Regions from separate parts of the Mus musculus genome. Here region 1 is linked to region 2. Evidence: chromatin contacts called from public HiChIP or PLAC-seq data. All regions are on one chromosome and are shown on one strand. The core of a region is the stretch at or near the end of the contact, and the rest is flanking DNA. Distances in the headings are between cores, read along the strand shown.

Region 1 (7,609 bases), core at 1,679-4,178, 370 kb after region 2:
CCCTCAGATGTTTTGTTACAGTGATGGAAATCTGACCAATAACAAAAGTCTCTTCAGCCCCTCTCTCATTTCTTTTGGCTATACTGTCAGAAGCAGGGGAGCTGGATTCTATGGTAGGTAGGTTTGTTTGTTTGTTTGTTTTAGCATATAAGGCATTAGAGACTGTGGCAGTTTGAACAAGACGACCCCACCTCCCCGCTCATATATTTGAATGTTTGGTTCCAAGTTGATGGAGAAGGACTAGGAGGTGTGGCCTTGTCACTGGGATGAGACTTAGGTTTCAAAAGGGCCCAGTTTCTGTCTGTCTCTGTATCTCTCTTGTGGATAAGACATGACCTGTCAACTACTGCTCCAGTACCATGCCTGCATGCTTGCTAGCCTGCTCCTTGGCATGGTGTCCATGTGAAGGGGTCAGCTCAGGACCTTTAGAAAGGTCATGGAACACCTGTCCCTCTGGAAGGGAGAGGCTAGTTAACATTCCTCAGACAGCAAGGGTGTGTGTGGGGGAACGACCTGCGGGTGGGTACAGACAAGGGAAGTCCCTAAAGACCAATCAGTTTAAAAAGTCACACTATTCTGCCAATCACATTGTGCCTAATGGCGGTGGCCCTGAGAACTGTATAAAGGCTCGATGGATGGGCTGTGCGTGGTCATTCTCTCCCTATGTGTAGGGCGACCCCAGCATGTTGGATTAAATAAAATTCCTCTTGCTTTTGCATTGATTCCCGTCTCCATGTTGTTCACTCTGGTAAGTTGGGCTTGCCAGAGTCTTACACACGATCCTCTGAAACTGCAGGTAAGCCCCACAATTCATGCTTTCTTTTAGAAGTGCCTTGGTGTGTCTCTTCATAGCAACAGAGAAGTGACAAAGACGGACACCAACGAAGGGCTTTAGATTCCCCCCTCTCATGAACTCCCACCCTGACTCCCTGGCAGCCTCCCTGGCTCAGACTTCTTCCATGTTCCACCTGTCTTCTTGCCACACCCCTCCTTCCTCATCAGCTACCGTCGCCCTCTCTTGGTCTCTCTAAATCCTCCCTCTGTGTTTTCTACACTGGCCACATTCTCCATGCCCATTAGCCATGCAGACTCCCAACTGCCCACACTTGTTTGGTTTGTTTGCTTGTGAAAACCACTGGTCTGAAACCAGTGTTTAGTACCATGCTGTGATGGGCTCTATTTGCATGTCCCACATCAAATTACCTTTTGACTGGACGTCCCATCTAAATTACTTTGGAACTAATCCAAATCTATCAGAACCAAACCTTTTTCCCTTTGTAATGACTAACACCATCTATTTGATGGGGAAGGCAGAGCCACAGCGCAGGAAGCACCATGCAGACCTTGGGGACAATGCATCATGGCAGGGGCCAGGGATAGGAGCCTTTGTAGACCTGGTCTGAGAGGATAGGAGGGTATGATCGCTATGGGTGTGTGGACCCCTGAAGTAAAAGGAAGCTTGCTCAGTGGACAGGTGCTCTTTTATTAAGCTCAGGTGGTGAATATGGAGAGAACAGAAGATGCTGAGGGCTGCTGAGAAGGTAAAGCAGCTACAAGCTTCCTACACTGGTGGAGGAGGAGGGTTCCTGCCTTGCTGGGTTTAGGAAGCATCCCAGTCACTGGCTACCACAGACCATCTGGGCCAATCAGAAGAACCCCAATACGATGTTTGCATTTGGATGATGAGATATGGAGTACTCTGTTTCCAGAGCATTTCCCAAGATGGGTCTGTCTCGGTGGGACGTGGCATGAGGCAGAAGCCAGAGCAAGTTCTGTGCCCCAGCCTCTATCTAGCATGTCAGTGGCATGAAGCTGGCAGAGCTTCAAGGAAGAGAAGGCAGCCCCTGTTCTTCTTCAGGAGGCATGGAACTGACACTGTGTACTAGGTACTGTAGTGAACTCTAGTGGGGTGTCTGGAGCCTACTGCCCCTAGGGGCTTTTGTGCACACCTCATCCAGGTCTGCATCCCAGCCTTGGTCCTGGGGACTGAGAACTCCTGACTCAGTAGAAGGGCTTTTCACTAATCAGGATGACACGACACTTCCATGGACCCCATACAAGGTAGTCAGCTTGTCTGCCTAGCTCTTCTCTATGTATGGACCATGTCTCCTCGTGTTGGAAGATGCTCTCTCCAAGTTATCACTGGGAGGGACCCTAGGATGACGTTACAGCCCACGGGCGATGGGAGGTAAGCATAGCTAACAACACAGACCCAATCAAGGTAGCATGACATCAGAAGCCACAATGTGTGTCCTCACTTTAAGGGCTGCAGAAGTCAGAGGACTGGGGCTTAAGGAAAGGTTGAGAAAGCCCTAGGACCAGAGAATGGAAGAGGCCATTCCAGATGAGGGAAGCAGCTGGTACCCATGTGGGGAAGGCCTATCAGCTCCTCTGGAACCCAGCACAAACGCTACAGACAGCAAGCCTTCGCCAGTCTCTGGAACACATGCGCTACTGTCCCAGCCTAACCATAACCTCAGACAAGAGCTGGGACCCATTCGCGCTAGCCTAGAAACTGGGAAGTACCTGGCATGGCGCCCTTTACTTCCTCTACACGAGTGCTTGAGGCGTCATGAGGAGCAGCAAGGGGGCCATTTTTGTGGTCAGGAAATGTCTGTGGTAGCTGTGGATGCTTCGAGCCCCACCCCAGGCCCTTCTGAAGTGGAGGTCACATTCCTGAAGATCCTCACTGTCAGCTTCAATCTCTTGCCGCTTTTTGGGAGGTGCAGTTCGTGAGCTCAAGTCCACGAGGTCCTCTGTGATTCAGGAGTAGGGTAGGAAACCCACACAGGGGAAAGAGGACAAGCACTCCGGGTTTAGTTTGGCGGCTCTGAGCCTTGGCTGCACACTAACGTTATCCAAGGACTTTGAGAAATACGTTCAGAGCAGGACTGGAGATGTACCGCTGCTGGTGAGTGAGGGATTGCTGGGCACGCACAAGGCCTTGACTCAGCACTGCAGAAAACTGGGTGTGGTGGCTTACACCTATGATACCAGCACTTAGGCAGTGACAGCAGTTTTAGGTCAATCTTGACTACATAGTGTGTTTGAAAGGCCAGCCTGGGCTATATAAGACTCTGTCAAACAAATCAAACAAACAAACAAAAGAGATGGGCTGATACCCAGCTACTTCCAGAGTCCTAACTGGCTAATACATAAATGAAATTATTATTCAACTACATTAGTCACCGGGGATATGCAAATTAAAACCACATTGTGATTATGATACCACTGCATACCCATTAGACCAGGAAACATGAAAAAGAAAATCAGAAAATACCAACTGTTGGCAGAGCTGTGATGAACTCGCCTCATGCACAGCTAGAGGGACTGACTATAATTCCACCTTCAAGCATACACTTGACAGAAACATACCGGCTCCCACCAGAATGTCCGCCCATTGACACCTCCCAGCTATAGAAGGGTCAGGTAAACTGCAGGCTCTCCATTCAGTGCAGTTCCCTGTGGCTTAAGCCAGTACTCAGCCAGGGGCACGGTGAGGAGGCAGAGGCAGCTAGGTCTCTGTAAATTCATATCCGGAGTCTGGTCTACATAGCGAGCTCCAGGCCAGCCAGAGCGCCAAGGCAGGTCTAGGGTAGCCCAGACTGACCTCAAACGCACTCTGCAGTAGCTACTTTTTCCTGTTATGAAATATCCTGACAGAAGCCACCAGGAGGTGAAGGGCTTATCTGATACCCGGTTGTAGGTACAGTACACCTATCATAGTGGGTAAGGTGTGGTGGGAGCGGGAGCCCAATGGTCACCACTACAACAGCGGTCAGAAAGCGTGATGTCATTGTGCTCCCACGGCTTCCCCCTTTTCTGGTAGTCCAGGTACCACTCTCCTTCCCAGTAGGTCTTTCTACCTCAGGGAACCTAGTTAGGATAATTCCTCACAGGCATGCCCAGGGGCTTTCCTCAGGTTTATATTTTGGGTCATTCCAGACCTAGCTGACAATTAACATCACAGTGATTGTACTCCCCCAACTACCATCTTCTGGCTTCTAGATCCCAAAAGCTGAGATTCCTAGGTGGGGGCGGGGCAGGGTGAGGTATCCAGCTGGGACTCTGTGAATATACCCAAGGTTCTCATGCAGATCACAGAGTTAGGACCCGGAAGTACCAGGTATGCAGGTGACCTCCATACCAAGGCTGGTGACTCAGGCTATGTTGATATTTATGTTTCGTGCTCTCTTTGTTTCTGGCATCTTTAATAAAAAGGATTTAAAAACCCTAATAAAAAAAGGTTTATTTAAAGTCGTACCGGTTTCTTTGGGATCTTGGGGGTCAAGGTGAGATCCAGGCAGGGTGAGTTTCAGATGCACTGGAAAAGCAGGTCCACTGAGAGGCCTCAATCTGGAGCTGGGCAGGTAGGCGGGTAACAGCACTTCCTGCTCAAACAGAGGGCCCACGTGTAACTGCTTATAACTGCTTGTAACTCCAGTCCCAGGGGATCTGAGGCACTCTAGATTCCATGGGCACCTGTACGCACGCGGTACATGCACGCGCATACACACACACACACACACACACACACACACACACACACACACGTAAATAAAATTCTTTGGCTGACTGGAGAGATGGCTCAGTGGTTAAGAGCACTGACCGCTCTTCCAGAGATCCTGAGTTCAATTCCCAGCAACCACCTGGTGGCTCAGAACCATCTGTAATGGGATCTGATGTCCTCTGCTGGTGCGTCTGAAGACAGTGACAGTGCACTCATGTACATAAAATAAGTAAAACCTTTTAAAAAACAATTCTTTTGCTTTACATTTAGTTTTGCAAGGGGGAAGCACATGATGGCACATATATGGATGTCATAGGATAATCTGAAGTAACAGTTTCCCCCTTCTACCCTGTAGGTCCTGGGGATTGAACTCACATAGTCAGGCTTGGTGGTAAGTGCCTTCATCTGCGGAGCCATCCCAATTGGCCCGGACAGATATTAAAAAAAAAAAGTCAAGGCCTCAAGTGGTCCCGCTGAAACCCACTTCCAGCAGAGTGCAGTGGATCAGTGAGGTGAAATGGCATCCTTGCCCATGGAAGGTCCCCTACACAGGTGGAAGAGACATTATAGCAGGCTGCTGCAATGCGTTTCTTCTGTTGAAAGCAGTTGCATCAGGTGAAATGGCGTGTAATGGGAACATGGTAGGCCCCACCCACTCTGCCCCGGGAAATGGATCGCTCTCTCTCCGCACACTATTATTAAGTCACTCTTAGAGAGGTGGTAGCTGGGTTTCCCTAGGGCAGAACTGCAGCTGAGGCTCTGACGACATGGGCGGAGGAGGGGGAAGGTTGACTCGGGGTGTTTGTGTTTGTGGGGAACAGCCAGCTCTGACTTCAGACCACGCCTCTTGGCCTCTGTGTCCAGATTAGGAAACTTGCAACAATCTTCCTGAGGACCATGCTGGGCTCAGTTTTAAGAGCATAGCTGAGAACTTCCTGAACATTCCAGGAGGTTGGTGACAGTCTCCCTAGATACAGCTGACTTCCAGTATATTCTGGTCAAACTACAGGCATCTTAAACAGGATGAGAGAGAACACAGGCTCACATACAGATATTATACCCCCCTGAGTCCTATCTGTCCCTCCAGGAACATAGACCATGAACCCCCTGGTCTTGAAGGGGGCTATGTAGACTGGCTGTGCTCAGGTTTAAGCCTTGGGGTCTCTGCCATCTGCAATAAGAGGGCAGAACTAGAAGTTGGAGTAGTGTCCCTGATCTGCCTTGCAAGGTTGAGTTCACCGTGAGCTCGGAGAGGCCTGAGGCTTCCTTGCTTCTGCTAGATGCATGCTGAGGGTCAGGGGAGTCCTCGGATGGATGCACTTGACCAAAGGACTCAGAGTGGCGTGGGATCTAATAGAAGCTGTGTCACTCAAGAATTTCGAGGCCCCTCCCTAGAGGTGAGAAAAGTGTGGTTATAGAAGGAGGGGTGGACTGGATCTCTCCACTAGGCTGCAGAATCCCACCTCCCTGGTTCTGGTCCCCACCCTGTGAGATGGAAATGATGGTCCAGTAAGGGGGAAGGGTCACAGCTCTTTTGGGGTGGACTAGAAGAAGGCCTAAGCCTAATGTTCTGCCTTTGATGCCTTGGCTGGAACCTCTGTGATCCATATGCTGTCTCACCTCCAGTCTGTGAGATACCACAGGGGCAACTGTGCTATATCCAATGTGGAACTGTACATCTGGTTGCTGTCAATCTCCCCCTTCCTTGGAGTTCTGAGGTATTAAATAACAAACATAGACTTATTTAAACTAAATTAACAATGCAATTACCAATTCCTTCAATTTTTTTTCCCCCTGAGACAGAGTTTCTCTATAGCCCTGGCTGTCCTGGAACTCACTCTGTAGACCAGGCTGGCCTCGAACTCAGAAATTTGCCTGCCTCTGCCTCCCATGTGCTGGGATGAAAGGCGTGTGCCACTACACCTGGCCCAATTACTTCAATTTTTAAGTTGTCTCCTAACTTTTTTTTTTTTAAGATTTATTTATTTATTATATGTAAGTACACTGTAGCTGTCTTTAGACACACCAGAAGAGGGCATCAGATCTCATTAAGGATGGTTATGAGCCACCATGTGGTTCCTGGGATTTGAACTCAGGACCTTCAGAAGAACAGTCAGTGCTCTTAATCGCTGAGCCATCTCTCCAGCCCTTTATTGTTAGTTTAACCATCTAGTAAATCTTTAGGCTTCATTGATTTTTACTTTTTAACTAAGACAGGGTTTCTTTGTGTAGCCCTGGCTAGAACTTGCTCTGTAGACCAGGCTGGTCCTCTTTGCCTGGACAGTGCCGGCATCAAAGAAATATGCCACCATCATTCAGCTCACGAACCTGCCATGTGGATCCCAGGGACACAGCTCAGGCCTCTAGGCTTGGTGGCCCGAGGTTGAGCCATCTCAGCAGCCTGGGCTTCCTGACTTGGCTGCTACCTCCTTTGTCCAGGTGAGGTGGAACATAATTGATCAGAGAGCATCTCTAGCTTCTCTCTGCCAATAGGCAGTACAGCTTACCCCTCCCTGTTATGTCATCTGGGGATTAAACCCACCTCTGCAGCAGCTACCACCAAAGGCTGACTTTGAAAACTTTGTTTTACTAGAGGATCCATATGCTTCATGCCTTGTGAAGTGTTACGGGATCTGGAGAGACCGCTCAGTGGTCATGTTTTACACACACACACACACACATACACATACACACACACACACACACACACACACAATTTTTAAAAAAGATTTATTTATTTATTTTATGTTTGAGTCCACTGTAGCTGTCTTTAGACACACCAAAAGAGGGCATGGGATCCCATTATAGATGGTTGTGAGCCACCATGTGGTTGTTGGGAATTGAACTTAGGACCTCTGGAAGAGCAGTCAGTGCTCTTTCTCAATCACTGAGCCATCTCTCCAGCCCTCAACACACAAATCTTTAAAAGCAGAATAATAGGATGCAACACCCATAGCAACGTGCTAGGTCCAACTGCTACCATAGTACTGGTTATGGCTCGGCTCCAGTTTCCACAAGGTGTGGGTCATCCCACCTCAGAGCCACTAGCACACACTTATACTGGAAAGTAGCCTGGGTATAGCCTGGCACCAGGCTCTC
Region 2 (7,217 bases), core at 2,749-5,248:
CCTCCATCACGTAAAGTCAGCTCCACTGAACACTCACACAGCTCAGAGGGGAAGAGTCTGTGAGGAACAGGCCGAAAATAGCCTTAACACTGTCAGCCATGAGCAGGACCCTGAACATCAGAGCCGATTCACAATGCTCAGAGGGATGGCACTGCAAGTCTGATCCCTGGAATTCAGATAAAGGTTGACGGAGAGAAGTGACCTCACAAAGCTGTCCTCCAACCTCCACACGCACACTGTGACACATGCACACACATACAGTAATATATTTTTTTAAAGGGTCAGCCCAAGAGACTCATCTGCTCTGGGCTAAGAGAAGTTAGTTTTCTTTTTTTTTTTTTTTTTTTTTTTTTTTTTTTTTTGGTTTTTCAAGACAGAGTTTTTCTGTGTAGCCCTGGCTGTCCTGGAACTCACTCTGTAGACCTGTAGACCAGGCTGGCCTTGAACTCAGAAATCCTCTTGCCTCTGCCTCCTAAGTGTTGGGATTAAAGGCATGTGCTACCACTGCCCAGCAAAGAGTTTTCTGAGCTGTTGTGTCCAAAGACAAGATGGATATAGCTATACTTCCACCTCCTTGGGGTTTTGCAGATTATTTCTGAATGGTTTTTTGGTTTGCTTTTGGCTTGAGACAGGGTTTCTCTGTGTAGCCCTGGCTGTCCTGGAATTCTCTTTGTAGACCAGGTTGGCCTCAAACCTGCCCACCTGTCTCTGCCTCCCAAGTGCTGGGATTAAAGGCATACACCACCAAGCCTAGTAGCTATTTCAGATTCTTAAGAGTCTCTGATTCATTTGTTTAGACCATTCAGAATAAATCTGGACAGAGCCAAACAGGGAAACTGGACTGGGTATGGTGTCAGCTCTTGGGGTCACTCATTTCGCCATCTCCAATACAGACAACCTCAGCACTTTCTGTTGATACATTTTACAGATAAGACACTTAAGGCTGCAGAAATGACAATTTAAGGCAGTGGTTCTCATCCTGTGGGTCACAACCGCTTTGGGGATCAAACAACCCTCTCACAAGGATCACCAAAGACTACGGGAAAATACATTTACATTATAACTTATAACACTAGCAAAATTAATTATGAAGTAGCAACCAAAATAATTTTATGGTTGGGGTCACCACCACATGAAGAACTGTATTAAAGGCTTGAATTAGGGAGGTTGAGAACCAGTGTTCTAAGGGTGTGGGTGTATGACTGTCAGACATAGCTATTTCCCATTTGCCTCACAGTCTAAGCAACTATTGTTGGAAGTCATTTGCTCTCTTCTGAGAACTTTTAGTACTAGCTAGCGATCATCAGGCAAAAAAGTCTCAGAGTCCGACTGGACTGTAAATTGCTACAGTCCTTAACCAAATGACAGGGCCAGCTCAGGATTGCCAACCACACCCACCCTATCATCTCTAGGTGAGGAGAAACTAAAGACACCCAAAGGTGTATATCTAGAGCAGGTGGTATATCTTTTCCACAAAGTGATAGATCTTTTCAGCCTCTGTGGTCCACATATGACTAAAAGCCACTGTTGGATTGGCAACATGACAGATAACCAACCATGGTTGCCTGACCTTGGCTGTAGCAGTCAAGGGAATGTCTCATGCTTTCCTTTCAAAGATGAAATCCCTTAGGCTAAGGAAGGCCTTCCCTACCTAAGGAAGGCAGCATGGCTTGCTTTTAAGATCACACACTGGTACCTGGCTCTACCAACTCAGTCATATGATTCTGGGCAAAGTACTTAAACTCTGATTCCTCATCAGCAAAGGGATTAGAATGCTTACTTCAAAGGCTGCCGAGTTAAAAGTTCATCTGTGTCTAGCAAGTCCACCTGACACCCTGATTACAGTGTTGTCCCTAGACCTTAAGGATGTGATGGGAGCAGAGGGTTGGGACCCTGCACTCCAGGTTCCACGCTATGCATAGCTACCACAGCCCCTGCAGGGCTTGTGCTGAGAAAGGGATTGTCATGAACTTGCATATTGCCAAAACAACGTTGTGCTGGGCATGGTGGTGATCGCCATGACATAGCAGGCAGAGGCAGGCAGATTTCTCAGGAGACGCAGGCCAGTCAGGGACACACAGTGAGACCTTGTCTCAAACTAAGCACACAAAGTCACAAAGGGAAGTCCATAAGTAGTTTATTGTCTTCAAGACTACAGTGTGGATTCCTCTCCCAGAGAAGGGTCTTTCAGAGGCAGGGGACTGTCACCCAGGTGCAGGCCGTCTACTTGTCATTTTCATACATGGCTGGATTCTTCCTTTTCGACTGCTCAAACTCCTGGTTGCCCCATGTGTAGATCAGGTAGACCACTACAAACGCTGTAGGGATCAAGAGAGGAAGCCATGAGTACAGACATTTTAAAAAGTTTCTATTTTATTATTATTGTGTGTGTGGGGGGGGGAGGGGTTTACATGCATGTCTGATCATACATATGCATGTAGCTCCCTGGGGGCAAGAAGATGTTAGGTGCCCTGGAACTGGAGTTATATAGATGGCTGTGAGCCACCATGTGGGTGCTGGGAGGAACCACACTGGGTCATTTACATGAACAGGCACCTGTACCACAACCACCAGTGCCCCAGCTCTCTGGCTTTTTTTTTTTTTTTTCCTTTTTTGATATGGCCTCCTTGAGTGGACAGACAGACCTCAAACAAGAGATCCACCCACCTCTGTCAGTCCATGTCCTCCTTTCTGACTTTCAACCAATTCTGCCTGTCCTTCTACTGTCCCTAGCTTCAACTGTTTGTTTGGTTTTGGAGAAAGGGTTTCTTTCTCTGTGTAAGCCTGGCTGTCCATGAACTCAGGGATCTGCCTGCCTCTGCCTCCTAAGCACTGGGATTAAAGGCATGCGTGCGTGCTGTGGCTCAGGGCATACCGAGGTGACTAAGGGAGTAAGAGAATGGCAAATCCCTCAGGACTTAAGTCACAGATGATTGTAAGCCACCATATGGGTGCTAGGAATGGAATCTGGATCTTCTGAAAGAGCAGGAAAGATGTTGAACCATCCCCAGCCCTAAGTTTCTGTTGCTGTATTAAGACAAGCTCACAGTATAAGGCCCTTGCTGGTCTAGAACTCCCTCAAAACTACATAGATCCACCTGCTTCTGTCTCAGGATTGCTGGGGATTAAATGTAGACACCATTATGACCAGAAACTACTTTTAATAAGAGGTTCAAAATGGTTATAGTACACAACCATTTTATAAGCAACCAAAACAAAGATATCAGCCCAGGAAGATGTGGCCTTCGCTTTCCTAGTTAACACCAAATTAAAAAAAAAAAAATCACGGAATTTACCTAACATAATCTTCACCATTTTAAAAAGTACTGTTGTGCTGGCGCATGCCTACAATTCCAGCCAACAGTCCCGAGGAGAGGGCAGTAAAATCTCAAGTTTAAGGCCAGCCTGGCTTCTACAGCAAGATCGGGCCTCAACCTCTCCATCAAATTTAAGTGCACCTTCACGGATATTCACAATGCCATGAAACCGACAGCAAAATCGGCCGCACATCTAACACAAGACACTGATTGCATCAGCCTTTCATCACAGATAGTGGCCAGCGATGACCTCAGAGGGAGCCGTTGGAGTCACCCAAGTGACCTTAGGCCAGTCATTTCGATATGATAAGAACTCCTCCACGTCTGCCCCGCGAGGGCGTCGGAAGGAGAGGTGCGCGGCTGTACCCCGCCCGCCCCGCACTCACGCGGCGCCACGCGCAGGATGCGCTCGCGAGTGCGGCGCAGCACGTTGGGGATGCCTTTGCTGAAATAGCTTGGGAAGGCGCGCTGCTCAAAGGGCGACAAGCTGTAGGAGATCACGTGCCGTATCCGCGCCAGGTTCCCAAACTCGCGGCCCATGGTGACGGCGGCCCTGGGACAGAAGATAGACGCGTGGCTCAGTCTCGCGAAAAACCTCCCACGGCCTAACACCGACCCCCAGGATCGGTCACCTCTACCTCCAGAGCTCTGAGCCGGCTTTCGCCCGTCACTTCCGGGAGGAGCGGAAGCCGAGCCTAGAGAACGTGAAGTCATTTCCGGGAACTACCATTTTCTTTCGATCTCAAGGGGGAGACTCAAAAAAAAAATTGTCAGTTGACCTGAGTGGGCGTGGCCTGACCTTCGTGTAGCCGGAAAGGACCAGTACCAAGAGGGCTGGGCGGAGCTTAGAGGCGCTTCTAGCGACACGTGGGTGGGGCTTATAGAGGTGCTTGTGGGCTTACGGTAAGTAGTGAACGCACGGGAGAGGTTGATGTTGCCAAGGGGCGGGGCTTGAAGAGGAATGGTGGCTTGGTGGGAGGGGTGCCAAGCAAGTGGGCGGGGCTTATTAGCCACCCTGGGGATCTTAGGTGGATACGTCCGTAAGGTCCCCCGTCGAGAGGTGCACGGGGCGGGGCCTATAGGTGCATGGGGCGCGGATTAGGGTGATGGGCGTGGCTTAGGAGCACCTGGGTGTTCCAAGAGGCGGTCCTTTCCGCTCAGTACCAGGCCTTTGCATAACAGCCGGCAGCTGCTCAAAAATTAAAAAGAAAAAACAAAAAGACTTGTTCTCCTCGTTCTTCTGCTGTCCCTTACTCTCCACCAGGTATATGTGGTCCTCATAACCAAAAGGGCCTTCACTGACCACAGTACAAAATTAAGGACACGGATCTAGAGCTTTGGTACACACTGCCTAGCAAGCCACTGGCAGGCTGTAGACTTGTCCAAGATGTGACATAAACGTTTCTCCCAGTTCAGCCACGAACGAGTGTGGCAGTTGTCAGACGCACATAGTGGTGATGGGAGCCAAGGAGAAAGTGGTGGGTTTGGGCTGAGTGTGTCATCAAACCCAGACCCCACTCTCTAAGGAACTGTTATGTTTTCTCTAAAGTGCATTCATTCTCCTAGCTAATATTATCCTGTGGGACTCACCGCCCTTTCTCCTCCTCTCAGTGGCTGTAAATGGGTTAACTGGCTGTAAATAATCTGGCAATCAAACTGGGGCAGTTTGGCGGTGAGCTTCAGTTTTGCAAGAGTACTTCAGCCTTATCTATCTGGTGCTGGGCAAACTGATTTTTTTTTTATCCTGTGTCATTAGTGTGTTTTGACTTTCTCCCAAGAGATAGTCTCCTTCCAAGGGGTGCTAGATAGCCTTTCATGGTGCACCTGCACATTCTCCCCCCCACCTCCACCCTGCCCCCATTTTCCTTAAACATTATCTAGCTTGATCTCACCTCCAAGGCCGGGACACAAATACTTTAATCAAGGACTAAAACACTGTCCTGATTTCTGCCATCTGGGTGGTTGGTTAAAGAATAAATACGATGTCTATTTAATTGCATTTGCTGATGTCTCAAGATTTTTCAACCAAAGTATAGTCAAGTGAATTGTAGACCAAAACAAGGGCATCAGGATATTGTACTGTCACTACATTTTAAAATATGTATTTGGTATGTAAGTGCTAGGGGTGTAGGTCAGAAGACGAGCTGTAGAAGTCTCTTCTCCCTTTTTCTCTGTGGATCACAGGGGTTGAAGTTAGGCCTTTAGGACTGGATGACTTTTGGTCGTTAGGCTTGGCGGCAAGTTGCTATCTTGCCATTCCAGCTAGATATTGTGGCTTTTTTTTAATTGTTTATTTTCATTTTATAATGGGTGTTTTGTATTCCTAAGGATGCCCGAGAAAGGCATTGGCTCCCCTGGAAGTGGAGCTATAAATGGTTGTTCTAAGAAGAGCAACCAGTGCCCTTAACTGCCAGGTCATCCATCATCTTTCTGGCCCCAAGACATTGTATGTTTTAATTGCTCAAAGTTAAAGGTGATGTCCTCTTTTTATTTTGAGATGGGGTCTCTCAAAATTATGTAGCTCTGACTGTCCTAGAACTCTCTATATAGACCAGGCTGGCTTGAATCCACAGAGATCCACCTGCCTGTGTCTCCTGAATGCTGGGATTAAAGGCGTGAACCTCTACACCTGGGCCCTGATGTCCTTTTTCAAAGCACATTGCAAGTAGCTGTTGTCTTGGGCCAACTTTACAACCCCTCTACTAAGCCACCTGGACAGGCTGAACAGCCTAACATCACTGGAATTTCAGAACCCATTGTGACTTTGTTTCTCTGATTCACTGTGCAGTAAGCCATCAGTTATTCTAACCACCTGGACGTGGGAGCTGTGGAGATAGACGATGAATCAAGAGGAAAAAATAAACCTAATACTTCTGCAGTCACATCTCCAGCCCTAAGAGGTTTTGTTTTATAATTCCTTGGGTTTCTGTTGGGCTCTCACCTATATAAGTAGTCCACTAGGGTGACGATACTTGGTGGGTTTGAAATAAATGTCCAGGAGAAACAGGGAAAGAAAGCCAAATAAGTAGATAAATCTGTATCTAATGAGAACAAATTGGATAAAACCGTGTTGTCAGCTGACTGCTGTAGAGCTGATAAGAAACAATGTACAGCTAGGCATGCTTGAGGTCTGATTACAGAAGTGAAGTCAGTCTTCCACACCTAGATTTTATTTAAGGACCACGCCAGGGCCTCCCCGACCTTTAGAAAGAAGACTGGCACGAGGAGATGCGTTCCTTCTTAGTTCTCCCAAGTCATGGCACTTCCCAGCAACTTCCTGTTGGGGGTTTGCTGCTTTGCCTGGCTGTGTTTTCTTAGTAGCCTTAGCTCTCAGGCTTCTACTGAAGAATCCCAGAGTGGAGCCAGTGAAAATGTGGAGTCTGAGGCAGACCCCTGGTCCTTGCTGCTGCCTGTAGATGGGACTGACAGGTCTGGCCTCTTGCCCCCCCTCTTTAAGGTTCTATCTGATAGGCGAGGTGAGACCCCTAAGCTGCAGCCTGACTCCAGAGCACTCTACTACATGAAAAAGCTCTATAAGACGTATGCTACCAAAGAGGGGGTTCCCAAACCCAGCAGAAGTCACCTCTACAATACCGTCCGGCTCTTCAGTCCCTGTGCCCAGCAAGAGCAGGCACCCAGCAACCAGGTGACAGGTGGGTAAGAGGAGGTTGCTCAACTGGGCTGGGAGAAAAGACAGAGGCTTTACCGATTCTGTTACCAGAAGGAGCCACACTTTGATTTGGGTCCCTTGGTTTGTTTTGAGGCAGGATCTACCCCTGTTACCCAGTCTGTACTCAGAACTCTGCATCCTTCTGCCTCGGCTCCTTAAGTACTGGAATCACACAGGTTTTCACCATCCTGTGAATTCTATTTTGCATGATTCTCAGTGTCCAACTGAAA

Evidence for each region. HiChIP or PLAC-seq counts read pairs in DNA pulled down with a chosen protein or histone mark.
Region 1: a FOXA1 HiChIP or PLAC-seq map of pancreatic cancer cells shows a contact between it and region 2. The contact joins the enhancer-like site here to the promoter of Uqcrq in region 2. A contact is called at or near these places in 1 of 39 promoter capture datasets (liver), 3 of 115 datasets of contacts at active chromatin or transcription factors (epiblast stem cells, memory CD8 T cells and pancreatic cancer cells) and 1 of 9 other capture datasets (liver).

The regions. Positions count from the first base shown.
Region 1 is chr11:53,800,718-53,808,326 of GRCm38.p6, forward strand. The region is part of intron 3 of Gm12216 (predicted gene 12216); the gene reads right to left. Among named protein-coding and RNA genes, the nearest start is that of Irf1, 35 kb to the left of the region's middle. Within about 2 kb of position 2,929, at least 77 of the 459 cell types and tissues checked have an H3K27ac peak or open chromatin away from gene starts, as enhancers often do. A contact at or near this core is called in memory CD8 T cells and pancreatic cancer cells, where this site is marked.
Region 2 is chr11:53,426,833-53,434,049 of GRCm38.p6, forward strand. Uqcrq (ubiquinol-cytochrome c reductase, complex III subunit VII) reads right to left here and starts at 3,999. Exons shown (of 2, transcript NM_025352.3): 1 at 3,704-3,999; 2 at 1,090-2,318. The coding sequence starts at 3,857. The coding sequence ends at 2,224. Gdf9 (growth differentiation factor 9) reads left to right here and starts at 6,454. Exons shown (of 2, transcript NM_008110.2): 1 at 6,454-6,970. The coding sequence starts at 6,574.